Linked DNA regions of Mus musculus: all the other regions are linked to region 4. The links are chromatin contacts, called in public HiCAR-type, HiChIP or PLAC-seq and promoter capture Hi-C maps. All regions are on one chromosome and are shown on one strand. Each heading gives the region's core, a stretch centred on a gene start, on an enhancer-like site or on the middle of the called end of the contact. The rest is flanking DNA. Distances are from core to core; before and after follow the strand shown. Region 1 holds the start of Xist (inactive X specific transcripts). Region 2 holds the start of Ftx (Ftx transcript, Xist regulator (non-protein coding)). Region 3 holds the start of Lpar4 (lysophosphatidic acid receptor 4). Region 4 holds the start of Pbdc1 (polysaccharide biosynthesis domain containing 1). Region 5 holds the start of Taf9b (TATA-box binding protein associated factor 9B). Region 6 holds the start of Fndc3c1 (fibronectin type III domain containing 3C1). Region 7 overlaps Pgk1 (phosphoglycerate kinase 1).

Evidence for each region. Promoter capture Hi-C pulls out the DNA fragments that hold promoters and counts their contacts. HiCAR-type assays count read pairs that join an accessible place to other places. HiChIP or PLAC-seq counts read pairs in DNA pulled down with a chosen protein or histone mark. Capture Hi-C pulls out chosen DNA fragments and counts their contacts.
Region 1: a contact with region 4 is called in a HiCAR-type map of astrocytes, with 6 times the contacts expected there. The contact joins the promoter of Xist here to the promoter of Pbdc1 in region 4. A contact is called at or near these places in 5 of 39 promoter capture datasets (erythroid cells, frontonasal cranial neural crest, hippocampal neurons and 2 more), 4 of 484 Hi-C or Micro-C datasets (CD4 T cells and CD8 T cells), 1 of 115 datasets of contacts at active chromatin or transcription factors (astrocytes) and 1 of 9 other capture datasets (liver).
Region 2: a contact with region 4 is called in a promoter capture Hi-C map of erythroid cells, with 22 times the contacts expected there. The contact joins the promoter of Ftx here to the promoter of Pbdc1 in region 4. A contact is called at or near these places in 5 of 39 promoter capture datasets (cranial neural crest, erythroid cells, hippocampal neurons and 2 more), 3 of 484 Hi-C or Micro-C datasets (B cells, CD4 T cells and uterus), 5 of 115 datasets of contacts at active chromatin or transcription factors (T-cell acute lymphoblastic leukemia, astrocytes, embryonic forebrain and 2 more) and 1 of 9 other capture datasets (adipose tissue).
Region 3: a promoter capture Hi-C map of stem cell-derived epiblast-like cells shows a contact between it and region 4, with 4 times the contacts expected there. The contact joins the promoter of Lpar4 here to the promoter of Pbdc1 in region 4.
Region 5: a promoter capture Hi-C map of adipose tissue shows a contact between it and region 4, with 5 times the contacts expected there. The contact joins the promoter of Taf9b here to the promoter of Pbdc1 in region 4. A contact is called at or near these places in 1 of 39 promoter capture datasets (erythroid cells), 1 of 484 Hi-C or Micro-C datasets (B cells) and 2 of 9 other capture datasets (adipose tissue and macrophages).
Region 6: a contact with region 4 is called in a promoter capture Hi-C map of embryonic stem cells, with 4 times the contacts expected there. The contact joins the promoter of Fndc3c1 here to the promoter of Pbdc1 in region 4.
Region 7: an H3K27ac HiChIP or PLAC-seq map of embryonic stem cells shows a contact between it and region 4, with 8 times the contacts expected there. The contact joins the enhancer-like site here to the promoter of Pbdc1 in region 4. A contact is called at or near these places in 6 of 39 promoter capture datasets (the 3T3-L1 cell line, the C10 cell line, embryonic stem cells and 2 more), 2 of 484 Hi-C or Micro-C datasets (Th1 cells and embryonic stem cells), 3 of 115 datasets of contacts at active chromatin or transcription factors (the 230-238 cell line and embryonic stem cells) and 3 of 9 other capture datasets (adipose tissue, liver and pancreatic islet).

Annotation. Positions count from the first base shown.
Region 1 is chrX:103,481,604-103,485,303 of GRCm38.p6, reverse strand. Xist (inactive X specific transcripts) reads left to right here and starts at 2,071. Exons shown (of 8, transcript NR_001570.2): 1 at 2,071-3,700. It also overlaps Tsix and the pseudogene Gm14861.
Region 2 is chrX:103,621,887-103,625,785 of GRCm38.p6, reverse strand. It overlaps Ftx (Ftx transcript, Xist regulator (non-protein coding)), which reads left to right and starts at 2,032. Exons shown (of 11, transcript NR_028381.1): 1 at 2,032-2,239.
Region 3 is chrX:106,917,869-106,921,908 of GRCm38.p6, reverse strand. Lpar4 (lysophosphatidic acid receptor 4) reads right to left here and starts at 1,284. Exons shown (of 3, transcript NM_175271.4): 1 at 920-1,284.
Region 4 is chrX:105,078,473-105,082,337 of GRCm38.p6, reverse strand. It overlaps Pbdc1 (polysaccharide biosynthesis domain containing 1), which reads right to left and starts at 2,582. Exons shown (of 6, transcript NM_026312.5): 1 at 2,495-2,582; 2 at 2,319-2,384; 3 at 908-967; 4 at 260-400. The coding sequence starts at 2,524.
Region 5 is chrX:106,217,463-106,221,219 of GRCm38.p6, reverse strand. It overlaps Taf9b (TATA-box binding protein associated factor 9B), which reads left to right and starts at 1,378. Exons shown (of 7, transcript NM_001001176.2): 1 at 1,378-1,641; 2 at 2,243-2,324; 3 at 2,774-2,910; 4 at 2,989-3,123. The coding sequence starts at 1,591.
Region 6 is chrX:106,483,507-106,487,441 of GRCm38.p6, reverse strand. Fndc3c1 (fibronectin type III domain containing 3C1) reads left to right here and starts at 2,213. Exons shown (of 27, transcript NM_001007580.1): 1 at 2,213-2,497.
Region 7 is chrX:106,201,486-106,205,179 of GRCm38.p6, reverse strand. It overlaps Pgk1 (phosphoglycerate kinase 1), which reads right to left. Exons shown (of 11, transcript NM_008828.3): 9 at 2,564-2,741; 10 at 2,245-2,343; 11 at 1,481-1,941. The coding sequence ends at 1,901. Among named protein-coding and RNA genes, the nearest start is that of Pgk1, 16 kb to the right of the region's middle. Within about 2 kb of position 1,414, at least 2 of the 459 cell types and tissues checked have an H3K27ac peak or open chromatin away from gene starts, as enhancers often do. A contact at or near this core is called in embryonic stem cells, where this site is marked.

The sequences.
Region 1 (3,700 bases), core at 822-3,321, 1.6 Mb after region 4:
TTTGTAGTGGGTCCTTGTTTCTTGACCCATTATCATCATCATCTTGTTCTTCCTTCTTCTCCTCTTTGAATTTGCATGGAGAATTCCTCAAGATTACTATTTTACCCCAGGTGCATTTTTAATCTTAATGTTAAGAATATGCAATGAGGCAGGCAGTGGTGGCACACACCTTTAATCCCAGCACTTGGGAGGTGGAGGCAGGTGGATTTCTAACTTCGAGGCCAGCCTGGTCTACAGAGTGAGTTCCAGGACATCTGGGGCTATACAGAGAAAACCTGCCTTGAAAAACAAAACAAACAAACAAACAAAGAATATGCAATAAATTACCTAGTTAAGTGTACAGGAATGGAGGTGTTTTTTAGAAAAATATTTATTTAATGTGAGTACACTGTCGGTCACTGTTCAGATACATCAGAAGAGGTTAGATATCGGATCCCACTACAGATGACTGTGAGCCACTACGAAGTTGTTGAGAATTGAACTCAGGCCCTCTGGAAGAGCAGTCAGCACTCCTAACCACTGAGCTATCTCTCCAGCCCAGGAACTGAGTTTTAGCACATATCCCTTCATGCTTTCTTGTGATAAGACTAAAAAGTGTCCCCGAAACCTGACATACCTTGATGTACACGGTGTGAGAAAGAATGATGAGGTTTGCAAGAATTGGGACTAAGTAAAACACAGAGACTAAATTTAACTCTTTAATTTGATGATTCTCTCTAGCATCCCCACAAAAATGATACACTGGCTTGCATAATCTGTGACCAGTACCTCGCAAGTTCTAAATTCTCTTTGTACAGCTCATTTAGAAGTTCTCGTTTATACAAAGCCATATCCATCGTGGAGCCAGGTGCTCTTAGCTGTGAAGAGCCCTTCCTTGGGTCTTTTTTCCCTAATATGTCCTATGTGACTTCTCACTGGTGATGCTTTTGGTGTGCTTGTTACTCTGATCCTGATCGCTCTGTCAACTAAAGTTAGACAAAGTAACCTTTACTTCTCAATTCAGATAGGAATCCTTTTGCACTCCAAGTTTGGCTTCAGATGCCTTGGAAAGATTCATGCTGCCACCTGCTGGTTTATTCAGTCTGTGTGCATCATTTATTTACTTGTTAATTTGTTTTTCTTTTGTTGAAACAGTTTATTTTGTAGCAGATATTTTTCCATCCCTACCTGAACCACCTCAATAGTAAGATTAGTGAATTGCTGGCACTTTGATCGTCCATAAGCAAACCAATTTTGTGTCCTTTATTATTCATGGGACGCCTAAAGGGAACTTAGAACAGACTGTGAATTATTTGTCAGCGTGAATCAACGAGACAACAATATCCTTTGATTTTCTAATACCCAGGGTGTCTGATCTCTTTCATGTGGATATTCATAGTTTGACAGTTAACAAAATTTGACAGTTCTTTTAAGTTAGCAGTGTCTCTGGGGCGAGTAAGATACCAATGAGCTATTATTCCCTCAGGCTTTGCTTTGGCATTTAGGAATTATTTTTCATTACTGCTAGCGAGTAACGTACTTCAGTGCGTTTTTGTCCCAAGGTATGGAGTCACCAGGTTCCCAGAGAAAGACTAAGATGCCAATGACCCAAAACTATGAGCGTAAGCCCACCAAATCGGTCACAACTAATACTCTGATAATTTAGGAACCAAGGAGCCATTTTGTGAGGCATTTCTACCCTTTCCTCTCCTCATCTGAGGTCGCCAACTAATGCAGAAGAACTTCTAGTGTCCAAGACGCGGAGCGATACATGGTTTGTCCAAGTAGAAGATATATTGAAATTTTGCATAGACAGGTGTGTGACCTAATGTACATTATTTAATGTTTATGTGGAAGTTCTACATAAACGTTTTTAGCTGTAAAATAGGATAATCCTTCATTATCGCGCAAAATAATGAAATTCACGCGTCATGTCACTGAGCTTACGTACCTCCATCTTTATTCATTTTAATTTTTTTATAATATAGTTAGACCTAAAGGTCCAATAAGATGTCAGAATTGCAATCTTTGTGGCCACTCCTCTTCTGGTCTCTCCGCCTTCAGCGCCGCGGATCAGTTAAAGGCGTGCAACGGCTTGCTCCAGCCATGTTTGCTCGTTTCCCGTGGATGTGCGGTTCTTCCGTGGTTTCTCTCCATCTAAGGAGCTTTGGGGGAACATTTTTAGTTCCCCTACCACCAAGCCTTATGGCTTATTTAAGAAAACATATCAAAATTCCACGAGATTTTTGACGTTTTGATATGTTCTGGTAAGATTTTTTTTTTGACATGTCCTCCATACTTTTTGATATTTGTAATATTTTCAGTCAATTTTTCATTTTTAAGGAATATTTCTTTGTTGTGCCTTTTGGTTGATACTTGTGTGTGTATGGTGGACTTACCTTTCTTTCATTGTTTATATATTCTTGCCCATCGGGGCCACGGATACCTGTGTGTCCTCCCCGCCATTCCATGCCCAACGGGGTTTTGGATACTTACCTGCCTTTTCATTCTTTTTTTTTCTTATTATTTTTTTTTCTAAACTTGCCCATCTGGGCTGTGGATACCTGCTTTTATTCTTTTTTTCTTCTCCTTAGCCCATCGGGGCCATGGATACCTGCTTTTTGTAAAAAAAAAAAAAAAAACAAAAAAACCTTTCTCGGTCCATCGGGACCTCGGATACCTGCGTTTAGTCTTTTTTTCCCATGCCCAACGGGGCCTCGGATACCTGCTGTTATTATTTTTTTTTCTTTTTCTTTTGCCCATCGGGGCTGTGGATACCTGCTTTAAATTTTTTTTTTCACGGCCCAACGGGGCGCTTGGTGGATGGAAATATGGTTTTGTGAGTTATTGCACTACCTGGAATATCTATGCCTCTTATTTGCGTGTACTGTTGCTGCTGATCGTTTGGTGCTGTGTGAGTGAACCTATGGCTTAGAAAAACGACTTTGCTCTTAAACTGAGTGGGTGTTCAGGGCGTGGAGAGCCCGCGTCCGCCATTATGGCTTCTGCGTGATACGGCTATTCTCGAGCCAGTTACGCCAAGAATTAGGACACCGAGGAGCACAGCGGACTGGATAAAAGCAACCAATTGCGCTGCGCTAGCTAAAGGCTTTCTTTATATGTGCGGGGTTGCGGGATTCGCCTTGATTTGTGGTAGCATTTGCGGGGTTGTGCTAGCCGGAAGTAGAAAGCCAAGGAGTGCTCGTATTAGTGTGCGGTGTTGCGCGGAAGCCGCAGAGGACTAGGGGATAGGGCTCAGCGTGGGTGTGGGGATTGGGCAGGGTGTGTGTGCATATGGACCCCTGGCGCGGTCCCCCGTGGCTTTAAGGGCTGCTCAGAAGTCTATAAAATGGCGGCTCGGGGGCTCCACCCGAGGCTCGACAGCCCAATCTTTGTTCTGGTGTGTAGCAATGGATTATAGGACATTTAGGTCGTACAGGAAAAGATGGCGGCTCAAGTTCTTGGTGCGGTATAACGCAAAGGGCTTTGTGTGTCACATGTCAGCTTCATGTCTGAGTTAGCCTGGAGAGGTGGCACATGCTCTTGAATGTGTCTAAGATGGCGGAAGTCATGTGACCTGCCCTCTAGTGGTTTCTTTCAGTGATTTTTTTTTTGGCGGGCTTTAGCTACTTGGCGGGCTTTGCCCGAGGGTACACTTGGTGCATTATGGTAGGGTGTGGTTGGTCCTACCTTGTGCCACTCGAAGCTGAGGCAAGGCTAA
Region 2 (3,899 bases), core at 783-3,282, 1.5 Mb after region 4:
GACACACTAGTAGAGGGTGTCAGATCTCATTACAGATGGGGTTGTGAGCCACCATGTGGTTGCTGGAAATTGAACTCAGGACCTCTGGAAGAGCAATCAGTACTCTTAAGTGCTGAGCCATCTCTCCAGTCTCTCTCTCTCTCTCTGTCTCTCTCTGTCTCTGTTTCTCTGTCTTTCTATGGTCAGGGTGTTATATATCCCAGGTTTGCCTTGAACTTTCTATGTAGCTGAAGATGACCTTGTATTTGATCATTCTCTCTATTTCTTGAATGCTGACATTACAGGTGTGTTTAAGTAGTACTGGGCATCTGAAGCCAGAGCTATGTCCAGGAAAATACTCTCCCAACTGAGCCACATCCTCAAACCCTAAACTACAATTGTTCCTATCTCTTATAATTAAAAATATCAGAGAAATTAAATTCTAGGAAAGAGATATCTTGGAAATTTAGAGATGATTTCTAACATTTCTATTTATGTTTACAGTTTGTCAGATGAACAAATATGTTGTTTCCCCTGGTGGCAATCAAGAAAAACTCTCTTACATGGAATCTTCAGATGGAACTAAGCTTGTTTTACAAGAAAAATTGTTTGAACTTTATTTTGTTTTTTGTTTTTAAAGATCTATTTACTTTTACTTATATAAGTACACTGAACTGTCTTCAGACACACACCAGAAGAATGCATCAGAGTCCTTTACAGATGGTTGTGAGTCACCAAGTGGTTGCTGGGAATTGAACTCAGGACCTCTGGAAGAGCAGTCAGTGCTTTTGACGTCTGAGCCATCTCTCCAGACCTAGTTTGGAGCTTGTAAGTACAGCCTGTTAATTCTGCATGAGTACAACTTTGTTCGAGATGTGAGCTAACACTTTTGTAGTGAACTCCAGGTAAACTTAGCTTAAAGGCTTCTTTCATTGCTCAAATTGGGCTGAAAAGAGCTTTTCCATCACACTCCCTTCCCCCTCAAAGAAAAAGCTCTTTCAGAAACCAGGGAGGGAATTGTCAAAGTGGGGATGTCTTACTAAAGCTGAAACATCAGAGGGGTTTTTTATGCATGTTACCTATATGTCCATTAGGTGTCGCAATATATCCAATGGCCCTGCCTTCTACTTCTATTCTGCTCATGATATTGTTTCAGATGCAGGCATGGGACTGCTTTTCCTTTTCTCCTCCTCCTCCTCCTCCTCGACCTCCTTCCCTTCTTCCTCCTCCTTTTTTCTTCTTTGTCTTCCTCCTCCCCTCCCCCACTCTTTTTTACTTGTATGGTTCTGGTGCTTTGATGCTCTACATGAAAATTCACAATTCAATGCAATGATAGATAGACAGGCAGGAGCCAGTCGGATGATCTCTCAAGATCCAGGGCTGAATAAGAAGGGGGAGTGGATCTTAAGGAGACCCTTAAAACTCAAGATTCTCCACAGGAAACAACATGCTGAGAGTGAAAATAGCCTGCCCCAAGAGTTCTGGTTCCAGGTATTAGAAAAAGACTTTTTCTTCAGGCTTTGTAACTTGGGCCCACAATTAAATCTACATACGTATATTTCCATTCCCCCAACCCCCCGGATCGGTGGAGGCTATTTTTTTTTCCTTCAGGATCTTTTGTGGTCCAAGCTGACCTAGAATTTGTCATGGAGGTGAGGTTGTCTATAAATCGCTGGAATTACAGGCACTTATCACCATGCCAGTGGTTGGTTGGTTGGTTTGTTAGTTTGTTTGTTTTCGAAACACTTGGAATATTGGGTACATCAGGAAATATGAGGGGGCCTAGCAGAGCTCCAGAGAAGCAGAGAAGGTCAAGAATTGTAGGGTGAGCCAGAAAGGGAATAATAACAGTAGTGAGATGTGATGGTAAATTAAAAAGGATGGGGACTTATTGATTAGAAAAGGGGCTGAGGAAAGGATGGGTGGTGGACGCCGGTATGAGCAGAGGTAGGAAAAGAAGTGTGGGCTAGGGACCTGAGTACTGGACTCAGTGGGCTGCTGTAAGTTGTAGAGGGGCGCTCTGAGGAGAGGGAGGAGCGCGGCGCATGCGTTGCAGCACAGCGCAGCGCTCCTGGAGAGGCTGTGGGTTCGTGGCATCCGCGCCGCGGCCGCAAGTATAGCAGGTTTCGTACCTGGTGTTCATCGCCGTTAAGTCATCGCTGCTGCCACCCAGGCACGGCTCTCTATGCCGCCGCTCCCTCCACCCTCTAGGCACTGCCTGCCGTAAGAATTTTAACTGCGACACTCGCTTCAGCAGGAGGTAAAGGAACGACGAAGGACGAAAATGTAACATGGAGGGCGGAGGAGGGAACTTGTGTCAGGGAGATCCTTAATTTGTGCATTTTCTCCTTTGAGGGGAGGGAGAACTGGAGGCCAGTACGAATCCCCAGCCCTCCAAAAGGATGTTGCGCATTACTTAATATTATGAAAGATTTTTAGACTTCTCTAAGCAGGTTTAAGGCACCTGAGCATCACTGTTTTGTTTGACATCTATTTAAAACAAAACAAAAAAAACTTTCGAGTTCTTCATTTGTTAAGGGTGAATCAAATGGATGAGTCTTTAGGATTAGGCTTCATCCGCTTTTTGTTTTCCTTGGGGGTGAGTGAATGTAGTTTGAGACTGACAGCAGCAGGCCTCGAACTCGCGGCCGTTCTCCTGCTTAAACTGGGATTACAGGCGTAAATCACCACGCCGGACTCTGATTCAGTGGTTTTAGGTTGGAGGGTTTTTAACTGTATTAAGGAATCCGTCTACCAAGTAGCCTCTCCCTTAGGCTGCTGACGGATTCCATCTGGGTTTGGGATATGCTTTATCGCCTACGACGTTTTTTTAATTCCATGTGTAACTTAGTTTATCACAGTTAATCCTGTTAAGGATTGTTGTTAATGATATGGTTTAGACACTGGGGCATAACTTTGGCGAGAAACACGTGCAGATGCACCCGGCATGAATATATATACATATATATGCGCATATATGTATATATATTCTTCACAGAGTTATCTCACCAGAGTAGCAGAACGCAGTGGCCACAGAGATTATATATATAATATATATAATATATATATATACACATATACGTATATATATTATATATATAATCATACACGAGAAGGGAGAATAGTAAAGATAGGCGCGCTTTGCGTGGATGCCAAAAGAGGAACCATATCACCAGGTGGTGGCGCTCAAGTACCCTTGAGAAAGCGTGACATGATGGGTAGGACTCTGCTGGCACGGGAGATCGTGGCCCCTTAGGCGAGGGTGGGGCAGAGAGGAGAGAAGGTGAAATCACGCATGCTCACTGCAAGCAGAAGGCCTCTGCGCGGGAATGAAAGTGCGCATGCGTAAGAGGGAGCATGTTGGCCGTTTAACACTAGGTATCGAGAACTGCGCGTGCGTGTTGCCAGTGGCTTGGCTGGGAGGGAGGGAGGGAGACGCGGAACGTTCTGGTAATTATGATTGCGAAATAGCGAGGGGTTCGGTAAGTTGTCCTTCGCTCAAATCGCCATTTTAGTCTGGGAGTACACTTAGAGAGGCAGTTCTACCATTCTAGTTGTTGAAGAGATTAGTCTGAGTGGAGGGTGTGACCAAACCCACTGGAAAAGAAAAAATCATTCCAGAATCTTAGTCTCTCCCTGGTCAGTCTGATAATGGGATTTTAAAATACAGAGGCAATAGTGAGGCTGCGAAAGATTGCTTCCGCAGCATGTTGCGCTTCTAGTCCAACCACATTCAGACAAAGCCTATGCAAAAGATCCTGGCCGAGCTTGGCTCTCCGCAGACTCATATCACCAGAGTAGCAGAACGTTGTGACCACAGCGAAGTGCGTTAAAAACCCTTGGGTTTTTCTCCCCTACAGAACATAGGGCAGAGGATTTCACTGTGTTTCTAAGTGCTTCTACATTGGTTGAAACCTAAG
Region 3 (4,040 bases), core at 35-2,534, 1.8 Mb before region 4:
TTGGGAGTTTGCTCTGAAAAAATAAACATGTGAAAAAGCCACTGGATAACTTTGATTATAAGTTACTATTGAAGCTTTTATGCTAGTCAAGGAAAAGAAAGATGCATTATTTGGTAAAGCAGCAAAGTGAATAACATTATCAAGCTTTTTGACATACTCAAATTTTTTCAATTTCTCTGGTCTTCTCCCCCCACAAAAATCATGATAAATTACAATGCTGTATTTGCTTCCCAAACAGAAATTACCTAGCATACAATACTAATTAATTCAACAAGTCTTTTTCACTAAAAATATTTAAAATATTTATAATATGCAAGAGAATTTTAGACATGTCACATTGTGTTGCATTTACATGGCAAATAGCAAGTAATTTCACAAGTAATAGAAAATTCTATTTATGCTAGAATTCAGTTTTCATTCAAACATGATTCCTCCTTTATGGGCAGTTCATGAATTATTCAATATAGCAAATGTCACATTCTCCATAAATCAATTAAGCATCAAAGGCATGTAGTGTATAGTTTTACTAGAAGAAACCTCATCATAATAAAAGCCACGTTAGCTCACAATCTTTTGTAAACCAAAGAAATATAATGCTAGCCAAAAGACTTTCTAACTTATTCTACCCTGTGATTTTGAATCAGCTCTTTAGGACTGTGTTTACATGAAACAACAGCCTGAAAATCCTGTCTCTCTCCCACTGAAACAGTATTTACTGCCAAAACAATAGAAATTCTTGTGTTTTTTTTTTTTTTTTTTTTTTTTTTACCATTCAACACGATGATCCTTGTTCAGTACTTCAGAGCTGAAGTCTAACTTCTTTCCCCAAACACTCAAAGCATCAGCGTTTCGATTGAAGTTTCTTACACCATCCCCCACCCCCAAACGCCAAAATCAAATCTTTCTCAAAGAGACTTACCCCAAGAAAGAGTGTGCTAGATGAGAGAATGTGCTCATGCCTGTAGATAGTTAGCTAATAAACGTGTAAACTGGCAACTCGCACTTCGGAAGCGCATATTTTTATCCATAAAAAACAAAAACAAAACAAAACAAAAAACAAAAAACAGGGAAAGGTTAGCCCAGCCCAAAAAGAGCAGACTCTGGGCTGCCGCAGCTCCTTACTGCAAACCGCTCATTCTGAAAATGTGAGCTTATTTACATTTATCGCTTTCCCTTTGTTAAGGACTAGCCCTCTTTAATGCTGGAGCCCGCATGCCTTTAACAAACAGGACACAAGAAAAGGCCCAAAGTCTTGCTGGAGCCGAGGGCCGCCGGGGGAACTCTTGGGGGTCTCAATAGGAAATGCTTTTCATTGGATAAGGAGGCATTATTAGGAGCCGTGATCCCGCCCAATCCCCTGTGCTTCATAGTTCCCTTAGTCACCACCAATCGCTGGACTGAAGAAGTTTTTCCTTAAAGAGCATTGCCCAGGAAAAGCAGTTTCACAGTCAAGAATTAGTGGCTTAAGTGCCACTTGACAATATAAAAAGTGTCTTTCCTGACCAATTAATTCACAGAGAAAGCTTGTCTGCCTGTCTTTGCAGCAGGACCGCTACCCTCTTACAATTCTAATGAGAAGGAGGAGGAGACAAAACTCCAAACTGGGAGGAGCAGCCCTGTTTGCTCCTAAGTTTTTTTTTTTAAAACAATCACAAAAACTATTAGTAAGAATTAAGGAGAGGGCAGGGGGAAAGGCAAAAAAAAAAAAAAAAAAAAAAAAAACAACTGGAAATGCATGGTTATCACAGTTTGCATAATTGAATTTCTGTCACTCTCCAAAACAAAATTCAATTCAATACCATAGTCACTTACTTAAGCCAGAAAAAAAAAAATGCCTTCAGACTGTCCTAGTGAAGTTGCCCAGAGCTATAACACTCGCCTTACATGATCCACGCAAAGCTCAGTAGCAGAAGGAAAGCCATTTCTCTTAAATAACTGCATGGCAGGAAGTGTAATTGCCATGAAATTTTCGGAGGTTTACTAAAAGTAAATAGTTCAGATGCAATTTGTTCATAGAGAGCTGTTACCTTCTACTCTACCCCACGTTTGCCCTAGACAAGCTCTGAACCTTATAGGTAGACTGGACTGCCTTGGTCAACCACACTGCTTCCCCCTTGGCCTCCAGTTTTCTTTCTTCTCCTCCCTCTCCCTGGTCTGAGTTTGTTGTGGAAACTTCCCTTTTGTAACAGCCATTGCTAGCCTTTCCCTACTACCAGAAACTCCTCCCCTTGCCCATCCCTTTCTCCTCTACCTCCAAACACTGCCAATACCACCACCAACAGCAACGTCCTGCCCCTTCTTAGGAATGAAACCCCTTGGCAGGGATTCGTTGCTTCCCTTTTTCTGGGCAGAACCATGGCCCCCAGATGAATGGGAGAACCTCCATCTGCTGCTTCATAACTTCAATCTACATAGTTAAGCTACATCCCAAATAAAATGTGTACCATGCTTATCTTCACGTTCCCTTCAGACCTGTTTTGGAGCTTCCCTTACTAACCATCTGTAACAGGTCATTGTGAAGTTGACACTAGCCTTACTGACTCTGGAAAAAAATCTCTTTTCTACAGCTTCCTCTTCCACATCCCTGTTTTCTGTTTCTTGCTGGCTGCCTCAGGTTAACTTATTTCTATATCTTCACTGGTTGTCTTCCTTCTCATTTACTTTGGGCCTAGAGCAGCTTGTGATAGGCTAAAAAAAAAGTTAAAGATGAAATCACTCTTCTGCAGAACTTCATACTCTACTTGAAGGCAAAAAGACATACAGAGTAGTGAGATACCAAAGTGATTTCAAAAACAAAAACTATTAAAGTAGTTACAAGAAGTGTGAGTTCTGCCATAGTTCAGGGAATGAAAATAAAGCACCCGAGTGAGTGCCAAAAGTACTTCCTAGATAATGTGAGGTTTGAATCGAGTTTTAGGGTCACCCAGAGCTTAAGTAACACAAACATGAAAAGGGGCAACTTTCCAGGCTCTTTGTGAGAAATGGTTAAATGGAGAAAATGAGGAGTGACCAGAGATAAGGAGCTTGGTTGTAAAAAGAAAAGAAAGGTAAGGAGAAGAACCTTTCCGGAAACAAGCTTTTGAAGCACTAGGTGCAATAGCGCCTTTATCTCTAGTAATAATGCTCACTGTCTCTCAGGAAGTCAAGCTCACTACCATTCCTCTCTTGGGATAAATTTTCCTCAGTCATCCATTTAATCTCTCTCCTTCTCCCTGTGGGGTGTCAATATCTTTCTGATGTATCTCCCAAATAATTTCTTATATGATATTTAAGGTATCACGCGCCCTCAGAGTATCACTCCTTCTCTGGCTAAACTTTGCTTTCAAAGAATCACTTCTATCTCCTAGAGTCATTTCTGATTTCTCTCACTACGCACATTTCCATCTCTCCTCTCTGACCAGAACACTCTCCTCATCCATAATAGTTCCTTCCCAACTGTAATTCTTACTCTTTCAGATACTTTTCGAGTAACCATGACTTTGTGGAACTCTCCCTTGATCCCTAGTTTAGGTCCAATATTAAATTATATGCATTATAATATTACAGACTTTTCTTCACTGTGTTTATTGCAGACATAACATCAAATGCTTTATGTGACTCATTTGCATAACAGTTTGACTATTGCTAATCTCTCCCCACTTATCTGCTTATTTGCAGATTATCATTCATAAAAATCCCTCTTCCTGATCCTTTCTCTTGACCAACAGAAGCAACTGTTTTGTTGTTATTGCTACTGCTGCTGCTTGATTTTCCTGCTGAAAACCATGTTATTTCATTTACTCTGGGCCTAGAGCAGCTTGTAATAGGCTAAAAAAAAAAGTTAAGGATGAAATCACTCTCGTGCAGAACTTCATACTCTACTTGAAGGCAAAAAGACATACAGAGTAGTGAGATACCAAAGTGATTTCAAAAACAAAAACTATTAAAGTAGTTACAAGGAGGATGTTGTCTAAGGACAAACAAAAATCCTTTGACAAGAAACTAAAACTTATAATCTACCATCGCCTTTCCATGCTGCAAATTGTAGATTTGCTTGCTTT
Region 4 (3,865 bases), core at 1,333-3,832:
CCTGCCAAAATAAACTGACCTCTCCTCCCCTTAAAGGAGTATCTAAAGGGGTAGTTGAAGTGTTCAAGATAAGATGAGGGAAAAGAGTCTTCAATAAACACCAAAAGCACACGAGACAGAAATTAATTTCATAGCTGACTTAATTAATATAAAATCCAGGTTCCTTAATTAAGTCCCTTGAAAAAATGTGAAGCTCATACACAAACATATAATCAAAATTATGGGCCAGATGTTAGATAATGCTTAAGAGGATACTTACTTCTTTAGCTGATTCTGATTTGAGTTCTTCTGGGTCCAATACATCTACCCTGAGTGTCTCAAAAATCTCACGGAACTCAGAGTAGATTTGGTCATCTACTTTGGTGAGTTTCAGAAACTGTGGGTCAACTGATGAAATCAGCTGCCAGACAATAGAACAAACATAAAGATGCTAGTCATTAATTTAGACTTCTACCCCTCCAGTGCCACACCGTCAGAAAACCTATGGTTCTCAGGGCAGAAGATTAATTTAGACAGTAGTAACAGACCAGGTCTTGCATGAAACCATTAAAATGGTCTTAAGAGTCACAATAACAGCCCCTCTTTTTGTTTTTCCTTTTTACTACTTTGACGATTGAATGAACCCTTCAGTCCTAGTATTGCCTGGCTCTTGTTCTGTGACCATTCATTCAGGAGACATATAAGTGTCTGTTACTCTTGGGCCAGGCATCTTCCCTCCCGGTAGCAAACAAGAGGGGGCAGACAAGCAGAACTTCTCATCATCAAATTCATTTCTACCCTTGTTCCCTGGGTTCGGTAGTTAAAACAACACGGAAAACTTAACAATTTACGTTGCTGAGAACCGTGATTAGCATAGCATCATACACTAAAATTACATACTGATTTCAGCTTAATGATGACAACTCACTTTATAATAGACTTCAGCATGCTGCATTGCTCGAATGGCCCAAGCCATTTCAATATCAGGCTGTAAAAGAGAAAGAACATCAGTTCAGAAATCTCAGTCCTGCAAAGGATAAGAAATTAAGACATCTTGCTAAATCTCAAGAAGTCTACAGAAAATGTTGCTGTCAGGGATAAAAACTGAATAAGTGGATTTGGCGATATAAATCTTTCGTCCCAACGGTGACCAAAAGAAACTGTCAATACAGAATAACAAAAACAATGAACTGCTGGGCAGTGGTGGCGCACACCTTTAATCCCAGCACTTGGGAGGCAGAGGCAGGCAGATTTCTGAGTTCGAGGCCAGCCTGATCTACAGAGTGAGTTCCAGGAGAGCCAGGGCTACACGGAGAAACCCTGTCTTGAATAAACCAAAAACAAACAAAAAAAAACCCAATGAACTACTGGACATCTTTTTCTCCAGCATCAAGTGATAACTATTATACTAAATGAAATAAAAATACAATTTATCATTACATATGTAATATATATTGTATTATATAAAAAATTAAACGTAACTTACATTAATATACCCACTTACATACATCAGAGTTGTTGGGAGGACAAAAATACATGTGAAACTATTTTTCACTTTCCTGAGTGTAGCAATGCTATAGTCATCATTTGTCTTTATCAGATAGCCAATTTTCCATTCTGTAAAACTCCAGAACAAATGATGTAGCTAAATTATATATAAGCATATCTGAACAAGTACCCACTGGACTTTCCTTTTTCATCCTGCCTGCTGTCCCCTTCATGATGCCAGAAAAATCCATCTACACATGCACCTCCCACCTTAGACCAAGACATTTTCCTACCTTTGAATCTATATTTTCTGTCCACTTATACTTTGAGGATCCAGTTCCAGTGACATTTCCCAGATGTAATCTACTGCCTCCATCCTTAAAAATCTCTCCTGCTAAGCCCTTTCCATCCTATTGCTTGAACCACTCATCTAGTACACATTACATCCTGACTGCTATCTCTGTCGTCTTTTTCTTCCCTTATCTCCCGACATTTGTACAGAGGTCCAAATGACACACACCACAAACCGGTGCCACTTTACCGCGCAGTGCAATCATTCATTTTAAAGGTTCTCTAAAAACTACTATGTTTTAGCTCTTCTTCCCCCAGACATTATGACTTGATCTGCTGTGGGCTGTAATCTGGTTGTGCCTCTGGTGCTGTGGCTTCCCAGGTGGTTTCTAAATCATAGAAAGTTAGCGACTCACTTTCACGTGGTCTAAAGTACTACAATTACACTGACTTGAAGGTACTATTTTCGGCTGAGGTGGGAAAGTCTGAAGATATCAAACAGTAAAGGAGCTTATAATTTAAAGCTGGGTGGGCGGGAAGTTGAGGTGAGTCATACTCACGTCGTTGCCATATGACTCCGGAGGGTGAGAGAGCGCATGGGCGATGGACAACGCTTCCCCAGAGACCTGAGGAGAAAAAAAAAAGCGGAGCTGAATGAGCGATTCTTTGACTCCTTGGGCCGCTCACCACCCCATCTCCACTTAGGTATTTAACCAACTCCAGAGTAGTATCTCACCGGCTCTTCGCTTTCGCCGGCAGCATCCATGTCGCCGCTAGGTAAGTGCGGCTTTCTCGTCCCGGAAGTGACCTGTTGCGCGCGCTGCTTTCACAGTTAACTGAAAGCAATAGGGCGGAAACAGAGACCAGTTTCTCCGTCTGCGCCTGCGTGCGCCCTCCCTCTGCAGAGGAAGCGGTGGCTCCGCCTTATCCGGGCCACGCAGGCGCCAGCGAACGCGTGTTGTTACCTAGCAACACTGTTCCTCTAGCCTAGGTGATAGAATATTCAATAAATCAATGGGGAAAATAAGTTATATGAAAAAAAAAACATTTTTAAACGATGCTGTTATTAAATCCCTTGTGTGCCGTGTTTCCAGTTCACGCGCGCGCAAACACACACACACACACATACGCCCGCCTTAACCACTTACAAGCAAGGTTCTAGAAGCAGGACGGTGGAATTCTGGGATGAAGAAGAAGAATTTGCTACCTGTTTTGGAAGAACTAGCAGAGTGAGGTAACAACGAGGTGTGCTTCATTATACACTGTGGGAGCATACCTGAGCTGAGTCATGATGGGTGCTTAACCAAGCAGGTCAGAAAGACTCAAGACAGAGGGAACGTGCATGGGCAGAGGTATTAGTGAAAAGGCATTAGAATATCTTGCAAAGAACAATCTAGCTGGAACAGATTGCAGTCAAGAGCTTTGTACGGTGAATTTTAATGAGATGAGAATTAAAAAAAAAAAAAAAAAAAAACCACAAGTCAAGGGGTTTTTGTTTTTGTTTTGGATTGGCATTTGTTTGTTTGAGACTTCTCCACTCTCATTTCCACAGAAGCTGTTCGAGTTTGGAATCTCACCAAAAGTGAACAAGAATTCCCATTCCCACATCCTCACCAAAATTTCTTATCAGTTGTTTTCTTGACCTTAATCTTTCTAAATTGGGGTAACATGAACCTCAGAGTTGTTTTAATTGGCATTTCCCTAATTGCTATAGATGCTAAAGTTTTAACGATAATCCTTAGCCAATTTTTCATCTCTTTTTTGGTTTGTTTTTGTTTTTTGCGTTTTTTTGTTTTTGTTTTTTGGGGTTTTTTGTTTGTTTGTTTTTTTGTTTGTTTTGTTTTGTTTTTCTGAGAATTCTCTATTCAGATCTGGAGCTGCCCCCTCCCTCCAGCCATTTTAAACTGGATCCTTGGCTTTCTGGAATCCTTTTTTTTTTTTTTTTTTTTTCCTTCCTATATTCTGGATAGTTTATCAGATGAGTAGCTGCCAAATATTCTCTCCCACTATGGGCTTCCTCTCTATTAGCTTATTGTTCCATTTTCTGTACACAAGTATTTTAGTTTTATGAGGTCTTCTTTGTTAATTGTTTGCCTTAATTCATAAT
Region 5 (3,757 bases), core at 129-2,628, 1.1 Mb before region 4:
GCAGGGGGCGGGGCTCGGGGTGCGTGGGGCGGGGCTTGGGAGCCGTCAGCGTGGGTTCCGCAAGAGCATCAAAGTTCAAGATGGCTGACCAGGAGTCGGATGCGTTTGACCAGATTGTCGAGGAGGAGTCGTCCTCGGATGAGGTAAACTGCCCTACCTAAACTGAAGGGTTCGCTAAGCCCCGAAATGTTAAATCTGTGAGAGGTACTCCTGGAGAATTTTAAGTAAAACAGTCTTTGTTATAACTACGAGGCCCATTCAGTTGTGAGGACGTGAAAGGGCCTCATTTGGTAGGCCTAATTCTCTAATCTTCGTAAGCGGTCGGCGGAAAGATGCTACTATCAACGCTCTAGAGCTAGGTACCAACGAGATGGGATGTAATTTTGTGAAGTTACCCTGATAGGACTTGTCGCTAATTAATGGGCCTGGTTGTGTCTGATCCAGGTGTCCTGGCAACCTTTTCGAAGGCGGAAGAGAACAGGGCTGTTGAGAAACGTAGGAACGGGATTCTCGGACTCGTTTTAAACCAGAGACTGTTAACTTCGTAATTCTAAGGGTAGGGGAAGTAGAAGCCATGGCGTGAACCTCGTGAACCTCGGGGTACTCACGCCCAGGGGCATTTGTGGAATTCAGAGGTCATCAGACTTGTCATGCCGGAAGAGCGTTTAACCGCTCGAAACCTCTCTTAGCCGGTCCCTATTCTGAAAATATATATATATATATGGGAGTGGGCAATCTGGGAGACAAAAAAGAGTCCAGTTTCCACCCTAGAGGCTGGAGCCCCTCAGACCGTGAGGACGTAGGGAAGCCGGTGCTTTTGTAGGCTAGACCAAATCCCCACGTGTGAAGAACCGGATCTACTGCAGTGGCTTTCCCCCTTCGAGATGCTTTCATGCAGTTCCTCAGCTTGTGGTGAGCCCCCAACCATAAAAGTATTTTTGTTCCTACTTTATCATTGTAATTTTCTTGCTGTTATGAGTTGTAATGTAAACAGCGTATGCGACCCCAGTGCAAGGGTGGTTCGACCCCGAAGGAGTCGCAACCCGCAGGTCGAAAACCTCTGGTCTATTGGGTAGGGTTCCCAGATTTGAAAAAGATTTCCTAATGCCCACTTAAATTTGGATGTCAGCTAAGGAGCAACTAATTTTGCAGTATCAACATGGCCTGTGTGCCGAGGTGGTGATACACATTCGTTGTTAATGTGATATTCAAATGGAACGGGCTGTCGCGTTTGCCAGAACCATGTTCACCCAGCGGCCGAGTGGAGGAAGGGCCTCTGAGGGAATTCCAGGAAACTCCGAGGACCAGTGGGCATTAAGTGGGAGTGAGGATGGTCGGAGGGGAGCTGGCGCTGCATGGCGCAGAGTCGCTGAGCATCGCTAGGGCGACTTCCTCCGCACCTCTCCACCTCCGAACCTGCATGGGCCCCGGGTAGCCAAGTCCACACAGGTGGGGGCTGGCGGCTGGGAAGCAGCCCCGGCCGGGGAGCTGCGTGCTAGGACCGCCTTCCATCCCCCACAGGGGTGGAGCCAGACCGAGGTGGAAACCGCCTGCAGCTCTATCTCCGAGGTTGAGGAGCCGCAAGAGAAAATGGAGCCGGCCAAGATGGCGCCTATCAAGAACGCTCCGAGAGATGCCTTGGTAAGCGCGCGCGGGGAGCAGGGCCCGGCGCACTCCGTAGCATTGGGACCTGTGAGACAGGCCAGCCCGAGCGCTTGCCGGGGGAGCCCGAGCGCCTGGCGGGGATCGCGCGCCGTTTGCAGCCGGTAGACGTGGCTGGGAAAGGGCAGTGGAGTCCCCCTGTCCCTGGGGCTCCGTCCTTGCTCCTGGGGAGCCCCTCCAAAGGGCTGCCGCGGGGCTTTGTCTCGCTGGCCCGAGGCCACCCCCACCCACAAGTCCGCAGCCTCCTCGCTTCACGAGGATTCCCTGACTGCGACATGGGTTCTGATGCTAGTAGCTTCCCTCGCTGACAGATCCGAAAATGACAGCCAGCTGGACCCACCCCTACCTCTGCCTGGAAAGCCGGTAAAGGCCATTCTTGTGCCTTTGCTCCCACCCTTGCTAAAAGTTTTCAGCAAGAACATATGCCTGATTTTGTGTGATCACTGATAGGCAAACACTGGGAGAGGCACAAGGAGGAACGGTTTGCTGCATATAAAAATATGCCTTCCATCCAGCCTTGATTTCTTTCACTTAACATCGCGCATTCCGTCTGGCATTTTGTCTTTCTTTGAATCCACAGGTGATGGCACAGATCCTGAAGGATATGGGAATCACAGAGTATGAGCCAAGGGTTATAAATCAAATGTTGGAATTTGCTTTCCGTAAGTTAAATAAGTGAATACACCCAAAACCTGACCTCATGAATTAGAGAAGCTCGTTTGCTATAACACTTTAAACCAAAAGCAGTTGTTACTAATCTAGAGATGAGTAAAGCACTAAAAAGGAGCGCAAGTTAAGGGGTTGTAGTATTTAGATATGGCATGTCCGCATAAGTAAAGTATGCGAATAGGACAATTAGCGATTAAAACCAAAATTCATAAAGGTTCCAGAAATTAGCGGAACCTTTAAAAACCAGGGAGCATAAATAGTAAGGTGCTTTTAGGTTAGTCTTGGTTATGCATACTGTAATCTAGCCCTTGAGAAGGAGAGGCAAGAGGATCGGAAGTTCCAAGGGATCCCTTGGCGATATAGTGAGGCCGGTATGGGCTAGTTAAGATCCTGCCTTGAAATCTCTTCATTCGTTTAAGAAAAAATTATTTTGCTCTTAAAGGATATGTGACTACAATTCTGGACGATGCAAAGATTTATTCGAGTCATGCTAAGAAACCCACTGTTGATGCCGATGACGTGAGACTGGCCATCCAGTGTCGGGCTGACCAGTCCTTTACCTCTCCTCCCCCAAGAGATGTGAGCAAACGTTTATTTGCAGTTTTTCTTACTTACACTTTAAAAGGTATATTTCTAATGAGTATTTTTCTCTATTAGTTTTTACTAGATATTGCAAGGCAGAAGAATCAAACCCCTTTGCCGCTGATTAAGCCATATGCAGGACCCAGACTGCCACCTGATAGATACTGCTTAACAGCTCCAAACTATAGGCTGAAGTCCTTAGTTAAAAAGGTAAGGTTTTCTGGACAGGTGTAGTAACTAGTGCCTATAATTCCAACAGTAGGGGTGCTAAGGCAGGAGGATTAGGGGTTCAAAGCTGTCTTAGGCTACATGAATTGCTTATGTCAAAACGGAGGACAGGGGAGTTTTAGTTAGCTTATGGGGTTTTTTTCATTAATTTATTTACTCACTTTATATCGGGATCCAAGCCCCCCTCCTCCCAGTCCCCCCTCACACAGCTTCTACTCCCCACATCCTCCCTTCCCCTCTGAGAAGAGAGAATCCCCTGGGTACCCTCCTACCCTGGCACATCAAGTCACTACAGGAGTGACTACAAGTCTCCCACTGATGCCAGACAAGGTGGCACAGCTAGGGGAAGAGAATCCACAGGCAGGCAACAGATTCAGGGACAGTCCCCACTCCAATTGTTCGGAGACTCAAATGAAGCTGTGCTGTGCTGCACATCTGCTACACATGTGAGGGGAAGGGGTCTAGCCCATCCTAGCACTTTGGCGGTTCAGTCTCTGGGGGCCTCCACGGGTCCAGGTTAGTTGACTCTGTCTGTCATATGGAGTCCCTATCCCCTTTGGATCCCTCCATCTTAGGATTTTTTTTTTTTTTTGTGTGGTTTTTTGAGACAGGGTTT
Region 6 (3,935 bases), core at 964-3,463, 1.4 Mb before region 4:
GAACCTTTTTGCTTCCTCCCCTGCACCATATAGATTGGTTCCTATAGGGACTTAAATACCAAGTTCTGTTAGTTTCCCTGCTCCTTTCTGGTTCCTAGTTTTCGAGGTCCCGCCCAACTCTCTGGGATCTCACTTTGTTCTCAGTTGTCCCTTGTCTCTTTTTGCACTAGTCTTACCTTGACTTGAGTCAGGTAGTCCCTGATCCATTCCGCAGAGCTGTCCTGCTTGTCTGATATCTTCAATCCTTCCTGTCCTGACATAGTCTCCCAGTCCCCCAGAATGCCTCAGTTTATGAAGCTGGGAATGTATCCCTTTCTATCTGATGCCAGCATCAAAGGACTCTAAAATATAAGGCAGCTTAATTGAATTGAATTGTCTGAACATCCCTCTGAGAATCACCATTTCACAAACTGGGCTCCTGGCACTTGTCTCCTGTCAGACATTAGCATCTCTACAACTCTTAAGGACAGTTTGTTTACTCTGGCCTTAGCCAGGCTAGGGAAAATTTTAAATCCTTTTATTGGAGATGACAGCGATGGGGGTGGAGGTTGGCAGGAAAAAAGGAGCCTGACCACACCGTTCTTTGTGAGTTATAGTATTTTATAAGTGTTCCTGCCCTTTCACCTCACAAATCCTTTTGTTAGAAGAACACTTCTGTCCAATTCTATGATTCAGCAATTTCCTCTTCTGGACCCTTTCACTTTGGGGCCGCAGCTGCCACAGACCCTTACGAAACAGAATCCACACAATAAAATGACCAAGGAGATAGGTTTGCAAATTGGGAGTGCTAATCTCACAAGAGAACGGAAGAAAAGGTTGGCCGGTCCCACGATTGCGCAAATGAGTGAATAGCGTAGTATACAAAGAGGTAAAAGGCCCTCATATGAAAGAACTCAGAGCAGTAGCTTTCCATACCCGGGCCTGGGGGTTGGGGGGTAGACACGCACTGAGTCAGTGTCCTTTGATGTCCATCGATGAGTTTTAACCCTCTTTCAGAAAGCCTGGCAACAGAGGATGGCAGCTGTATGGGACAAATCTGGGACCAGCTAAGGACCGCCTGCAGAGTCAAAGTAGGGCTCAGAACTATCTAGATTTGGGGATGGGAACCTCTCTCAACTGACAGTCCTTAGCCAAGAAAAATGAGAACCACTGCAGTCACTCGTGAGTTCTCAGGCTCAGAGAGACCTCAAAAACAATGCAAAAAAGGCAAGAGAGGAGCAAGTAGGTAAAGTTTGATGAGTGGTATTCCTTCTGTGGTTGGGAAGGGGGGCAATGCCTTCCAACAAGCTCCCTTGCACCCAGCCTGGCACTCACTTTGGGCTCATTTTGCCCTGAGCAGACCTCAGAAGCAGAGGTCTTTCAGTGCCCGAAAACCTCAGCCATTGAAATCTAGGAGTGCTCAATCCACCACTCTCAGTTGTTCCTGAAATAACTTGTTGCTTGCACACTATAGCAATGAGGTCCAGGGCTTTCGGAAAAGCTCAGGGGCTTAAAAGACAGAGAAGACCCACCAGGGATAATAGGAAAGAATGGGATCTTTGTCAGCACCGGGTGAGAGGGGCGGTCAAGGAGCCACGGCCAGTCCCCGCCCCCTCCCTCCCTTTTCCCCTGACCTGGTGGCCTGGTTAGTCTGTTGGTACCCTCCTGGGGCCGCGGGCCTGTGACCCCACTGCGTCGACAGCGGGGGGCGCGGGCCCCCAGCCACTCTTGTTTTTCTTTTCCTGTCACTTTTTCTTTCTCACCCCTCCCCTCTCAGCCTTTGGGCTCCGAACAGCTGCTGCTGTAGCTCCTAACTTTGTGCCTTTCTTTCTCCACCCCCCGAACCCCCCACCCCCAACGGCTGTTGGCGTCTTTGGAGACGCGAGCTGGCCACCCCGCCAAGGGGGCGTGAGCAGGCGGCCGGGTGAGCGCGGAGGGGGCACGGACCGTGCGGTGGTGACCGGATGGAACGCGAGAGAAGCACGAGGCGGTGAGGGAGGGGCGGCGAGGGGCGAGGGGGCGGGGCGGGGCGGGGCCAACAGGCCAGGGGCTGGATGTGCCTGTTGCTGGGATGCTGATGGATAGGGTTACACCGCTGCTGGGGCCGACTCGAGGAGGTGAGGGGATATTTTTGGAGGGAAGAGTTTCTGAGTTTGGGATCGGGGAGTGGGGGGAGGGCAAGAGGACACCGAAAGTTCCTCCTACATCTGGGCTTTCGTCTCCATTCAGACCATGTAAAAGGCGCGGTCCCCTCCAGCCATTGGGTGCCGCATGGACCTTCTACTGCTCTCCTGTGCCTCGCGTCCGGTGGCCTGCCCCATAGGTCCCGCCAGCTCCCTTTCTTCGCTTAGCTTCACTTGCTTGTCTTTGTATTTGTGACTGTTTTCCAGCCCGGTCTTTTACTTTTCTTAATCTTGAATCGGTCACTGTCGCCGGATCTCTTGCTATCTGGAGTCAGATCGAGAAGTACCTGAATGAAGAGCGAGGCTTTTGGAGAAGCATTTTTGTATCTGCTTAGGTATGCTCCTTGACTTTGTAGCAACTATCTATACTTTTCTGTGTGCAATTAGTTGCAGAATTCGGAGCTCTTACTCTCTGTGAACGCTTTGCAGAAAATCTTTTCTAATTCCGTTCTGTGGTTTTGTTTTGTTTGTTTGTTTGTTTTTCCTTTTTCTTTTTCGTTTATACATTGACTGGTAAGTGAACTAGGTGCTCACTTTATTAGGGGGAGAAATTTCGATTCCTTGGGGAATGTACACAAGAGGATTGCCCTGAGCTGGGCATCATTTATTTAGCCACCTATGGGATAAGTATTTATGGCTTAAGGTGGAAAGATTGTTGAAAAATCGTTGGTATTTTGTTTTGTTTTATATCTGTACTTTGGTATTGCGCCTTGAGGGTATCGTTGTTTTCGTGGATGTAAACTTTTCCAAAACTTAGAAGAAAACTAACTGGTAATGTTCTTGAACTTTCTACTTATTTTCTTCTTATTGTTGCTCTTGCTTGCTTGCTTGCTTGCTTGCTTGCTTGCTTGCTTGCTTGAATGAGTTGCCTTGTGAAATACTCGGAAGCACGTTGTCTGGTTCCTTCCCGGTGGTACAGTTGGAAATTTTTCATCCCGAATTTTGTCTACTTAACAAACAAATTAATTGTTTGGAAATTATTTTGATGCCAAATTCATTTAAGAAATTCGTAATTATTTTCTCATTATTCTGACAGATTAAAGGGGATTAAGGAATTTAAACATTTCTTTAAAACTTAAACACCTGAAAAAGGAGAAAACAGCTCTTTTGCTACTGGGTACTAGGCTGGGTACTGCGCACCAAAGTTCCCTGTGCCTTGCCCGGCTCTGGCGCACTCTGCCCCCTCCTTTGACATTCCACATAATGAATATACTTGAAATATGATTCTTAAAGTAATATCTGTGTCATATAGAGTGCGTAACAGGAATACCAGGGAGCGTTCATGGTTTAGTTTTGTAAATATTTTGTTACCCTGCGTTTTGTTTTGTGAAGAACGGAAAATTCGTTCTCAGAAACTTGTGCTCATGTTTTTCTCCACAAGCGAGATATATGTTAATTTTAATCATTCATCAAGACGTAAAATGTTCATGAAGGGTAGCAAATTAAAGGTAGTCTCCTGAGAATGTTCTTTTTTTTTTTTTTAAATAATGCCTAATACCAACTTTTTCATTCAACAGTAAATAGCAGACTGAATGGTAAACAGCAGCCTGAATGGCAGGGTTGTAAAGCACAGTTTTAGGTGAATTTTTTTTCCACCTGCTTTTGTGTCCACCTCAAAGCAAGCCTGCGTAGAAGTCTTTCCAGACCACTGTGGCTCCGGCTCCGTGCAGCTCATCACTGCTAGGGGCCAGATTTTAGCAGAAGAGTAAGTACCTTTCACTGCACTGAAGTCCTGATTATAATGGCAGGATCACCCCTTATTTTAAATTGCCC
Region 7 (3,694 bases), core at 165-2,664, 1.1 Mb before region 4:
TGCAACACCTGTCCAATGTAGGGCAGCCAAGAAGTGGGACAGAGGCACCAAGGATTCCAGCAGATTTCTACACTTTAAAAACAAACTATCTGATGTGTTCACATATACTGTAATGGTCATACTTTTAGTGGGTGTTGGAATTAATCAATAGCATAAAAAAACTTGGAAAATTACTGTTTTATTTTTCTGTTTTTAGACAGGTCTCACTTGGTAGCCTTGGTCAGTATTGAACTTTGTGTTGGGATCAAAGTGTACCATGCCCAGCAAAGAAAAAAAGGTATAAAGAAAAATAAAATGACAAAAATATAGCATATTACACATATAAAAAATGGTACTTATAATCCTAACTTTAACCTTAGGGCTCAGGGCTAGAGAGGTGGCTCAGCGGTTAAAGAGCACACTGACTGCTCTTCTGAAGGTCACGAGTTCAAATCTCAGCAACGACATGGTGGCTCACAACCACCCGTAATGAGATCTGATGCCCTCTTCTGGTGCTTCTGAAAACAGCTACAGTGTACTTACATATAATAAAAAACAAACAAGCCGGGGCCTAGCAAACACAGAAGTGGACGCTCACAGTCAACTATTGGATGGATCACAGGGCCCCCAATGGAGGAGCTAGAGAAAATATCCAAGGAGCTAAAGAGATCTGCAACCCTATCGTTGGAACAACATTATGAACTAACCAGTACCCCAGAGCTCTTTGACTCTAGCTGCATATGTATCAAAAGATGACCTAGTCGGCCATCACTGGAAAGAGAGGCCCATTGGTCAGGCAAACGTTATATGCCCCAGTACAGGGGAATGCCAGGGCCAAAAAATGGGAATGGGTGGGTAGGGGAGTGGGGGGGGGGGGGGAGGGGGGCGGACTTTTGGGATAGCATTGGAAATGTAATTGAAGAAAATACGTAATAAAAAAAAAGAAAAAAAAAAAACAAACAAACCCTAGGGCTGGAGAGAGTGTCTCAGATCACACTGGCCAAACTCACTATGTAGGCAAGGATGAAGTTCTTCCTCCACACTACCCAGGGATGAGATTATAAGCAAACACCAGGCCAGACTCTTTATAATCTAAGCTTCTGATGGAATTAGAACTTGGCAAAACAATACTGAGAATGAAGTGTATGTGGAACAGAGGCTGCTGATCTCGTTCTTCAGGCTATGAAACTGACACATTTGGAAACCACAGTACTTAGAACCACAAAGTGGGAATCAAGAGAAAAACAATGATCCCACGAGAGATCTATAGATCTATAGATCATGAGTGGGAGGAATGAGCTGGCCCTTAATTTGGTTTTGCTTGTTTAAATTATGATATCCAACTATGAAACATTATCATAAAGCAATAGTAAAGAGCCTTCAGTAAAGAGCAGGCATTTATCTAATCCCACCCCACCCCCACCCCCGTAGCTCCAATCCTTCCATTCAAAATGTAGGTACTCTGTTCTCACCCTTCTTAACAAAGTATGACAGGAAAAACTTCCATTTTAGTGGACATCTTTATTGTTTAATAGATCATCAATTTCTGCAGACTTACAGCTGGGATTTCATCAGATTGCCATGCTGAGTCAAGAACAGTGAGTGACGAAGCTAACCAGAGGCTACATACGTCAGAGAGAGAGCTCAGCCTTTACAGCTCACTTCCTTTCTCAGGCAGAATATAAATAGACGCCCTCTACAATGCACAATGGTTTTAGTCACTAAGGAATTTAAATGGGATCTTGAAGAACACAGACAAATCCTGATGCAGTAAAGACGAGCTGAGATGCTGTGCAACTGTTTAAGGGTTCCTGGTGCCACATCTCAGCCACTAGCTGAATCTTGCGCTAACACCAAATGGAGATGTGGAAAACACTAGGTTGACTTAGGAGCACAGGAACCAAAGGCAGGAAAGAAAATACTAAACATTGCTGAGAGCATCCACCCCAGGAAGGACTTTACCTGTTTTTGAGAAAGCACAAACAGAGACAGCGTTACTATAAGATCCGCTAAGCTACATCTACCAGCTCTTTATTAGGTTATATGGCAGAAGTTATGTTATATGGCATTCCGGGTCCCAGGTCAACTAAAATGAGTTCCTACCTACCCCTCCCACCGCGCGGCTTTACTTGCGCTACCCTAGTTAATGTGATTGCTAGTGACAGCACTGCCCAAAAGTTAAAGTTCTCTACTCTTTGCCCCACTTCTCAGAATGCAGTCTTCACCCTGCCTTCAAAGAAGCCAAAACACAGAGACCAAGCTTACCTTCCAGGAGCTCTAGACTGGCACCGCCCCCAGTGCTCACATGGCTGACTTTATCCTCTGTGTTCCATTTGGCACAGCAAGTGGCAGTGTCTCCACCACCTGATGAATGAACAGAGGGGAAAATGTTTTGGCACCAAAACTAACTGTGGTTCCCAACCCCAAAATGGAGCTAATGAACTCCTCCCATCAAGAAGACCCCCTATGAGTGACACATCTATGACCTATCAGAATCAAGAGACCCAGAAAATGTTAACCATTCCCCATGTGCCTTTCCCCTGAACATAAAACTCTGCCACGTGTTTAGCACAGGAGCCCTTACCTATGATAGTGATGCAACCCCTAGAAGTGGCTTTCACCACCTCATCCATGAGTGACTTGGTTCCCCTGGCAAAGGCTTCCCATTCAAATACCCCAACAGGACCATTCCAAACAATCTGCTTAGCTCGACCCACAGCCTCGGCATATTTCTTGCTGCTCTCAGTACCACAGTCCAAGCCCTGGAGGGTAGAATTCAAAGGAGGATAAAAGTCAAGAAAATTTGCTAGGAACAACTATCACCTCCACCAAGACCATCATGTAATGCTGATCAAGAGTTTCTTCTAGGACCAGACAGTAAGTAGTGATGCACGCCCTTAATCTCAGCATTTGGGGGGGCAGAGGCAAGCAGATCTCTGTCGAGTCCAAAGCCAACTTGTCTATAAAGTGAGTTCCAGGACAGCCAAGGCTACAGAGAAACCCTGCCTTGAAAAACAAAGTTCCTACCAGAATGAAAATGTACCCTTTAGCTCCCTTTAACTTATATGTATATGGCCTTTGATAAAAACATTCAATTTTATGGAAGATCAAGTAAGGGAAAAACCTCATGTTGCTTAATTAAAGACATTCTTAATGGCACTATAACAGTAAAGACCCACATGTGGTTCTCAACCCAGAGTGATTCTGCCTATCAGAGAGTATGTGCCAATGTCTGAGGACATTTTAGACTGTCACAACTTGGGGTGTGCACAAACAAGTGGCACACTGGAACTGGTGGTACTATACGTGTCACAATATAAAAATAGCCTTGTCACAGCTAGAACTCCTTAAGATTCCAATAGAGACTGAGAAACACTGAACCCGATCAGCTGTGTTCAACCTTGCATGTATGGGATCTCCAGGAAGCCATGCTCAAACGTGTTGGATCCCATTCCTATTGCCTTTTTTTTTTGAGACAGGCTCTTACTATGAACTTTGACTGGCCTGAAATTTGCTATATAGATCAAGCCAGCCTCAAATTCAGACCTGCTGGCCCTTGTCCCCAAGTACAGGGATAGTGTGAGTGCCACCCTGCCTGGTCTATATGATTTATTTTTATTTTCGTGTGTGTGTGTGTATATGGTGTTCTACAGAGGCCAGCAAGGGCATTGGACCTCCTGGAAGTGGAGGTATAAGTAGCTGTGAGTCACCCAAT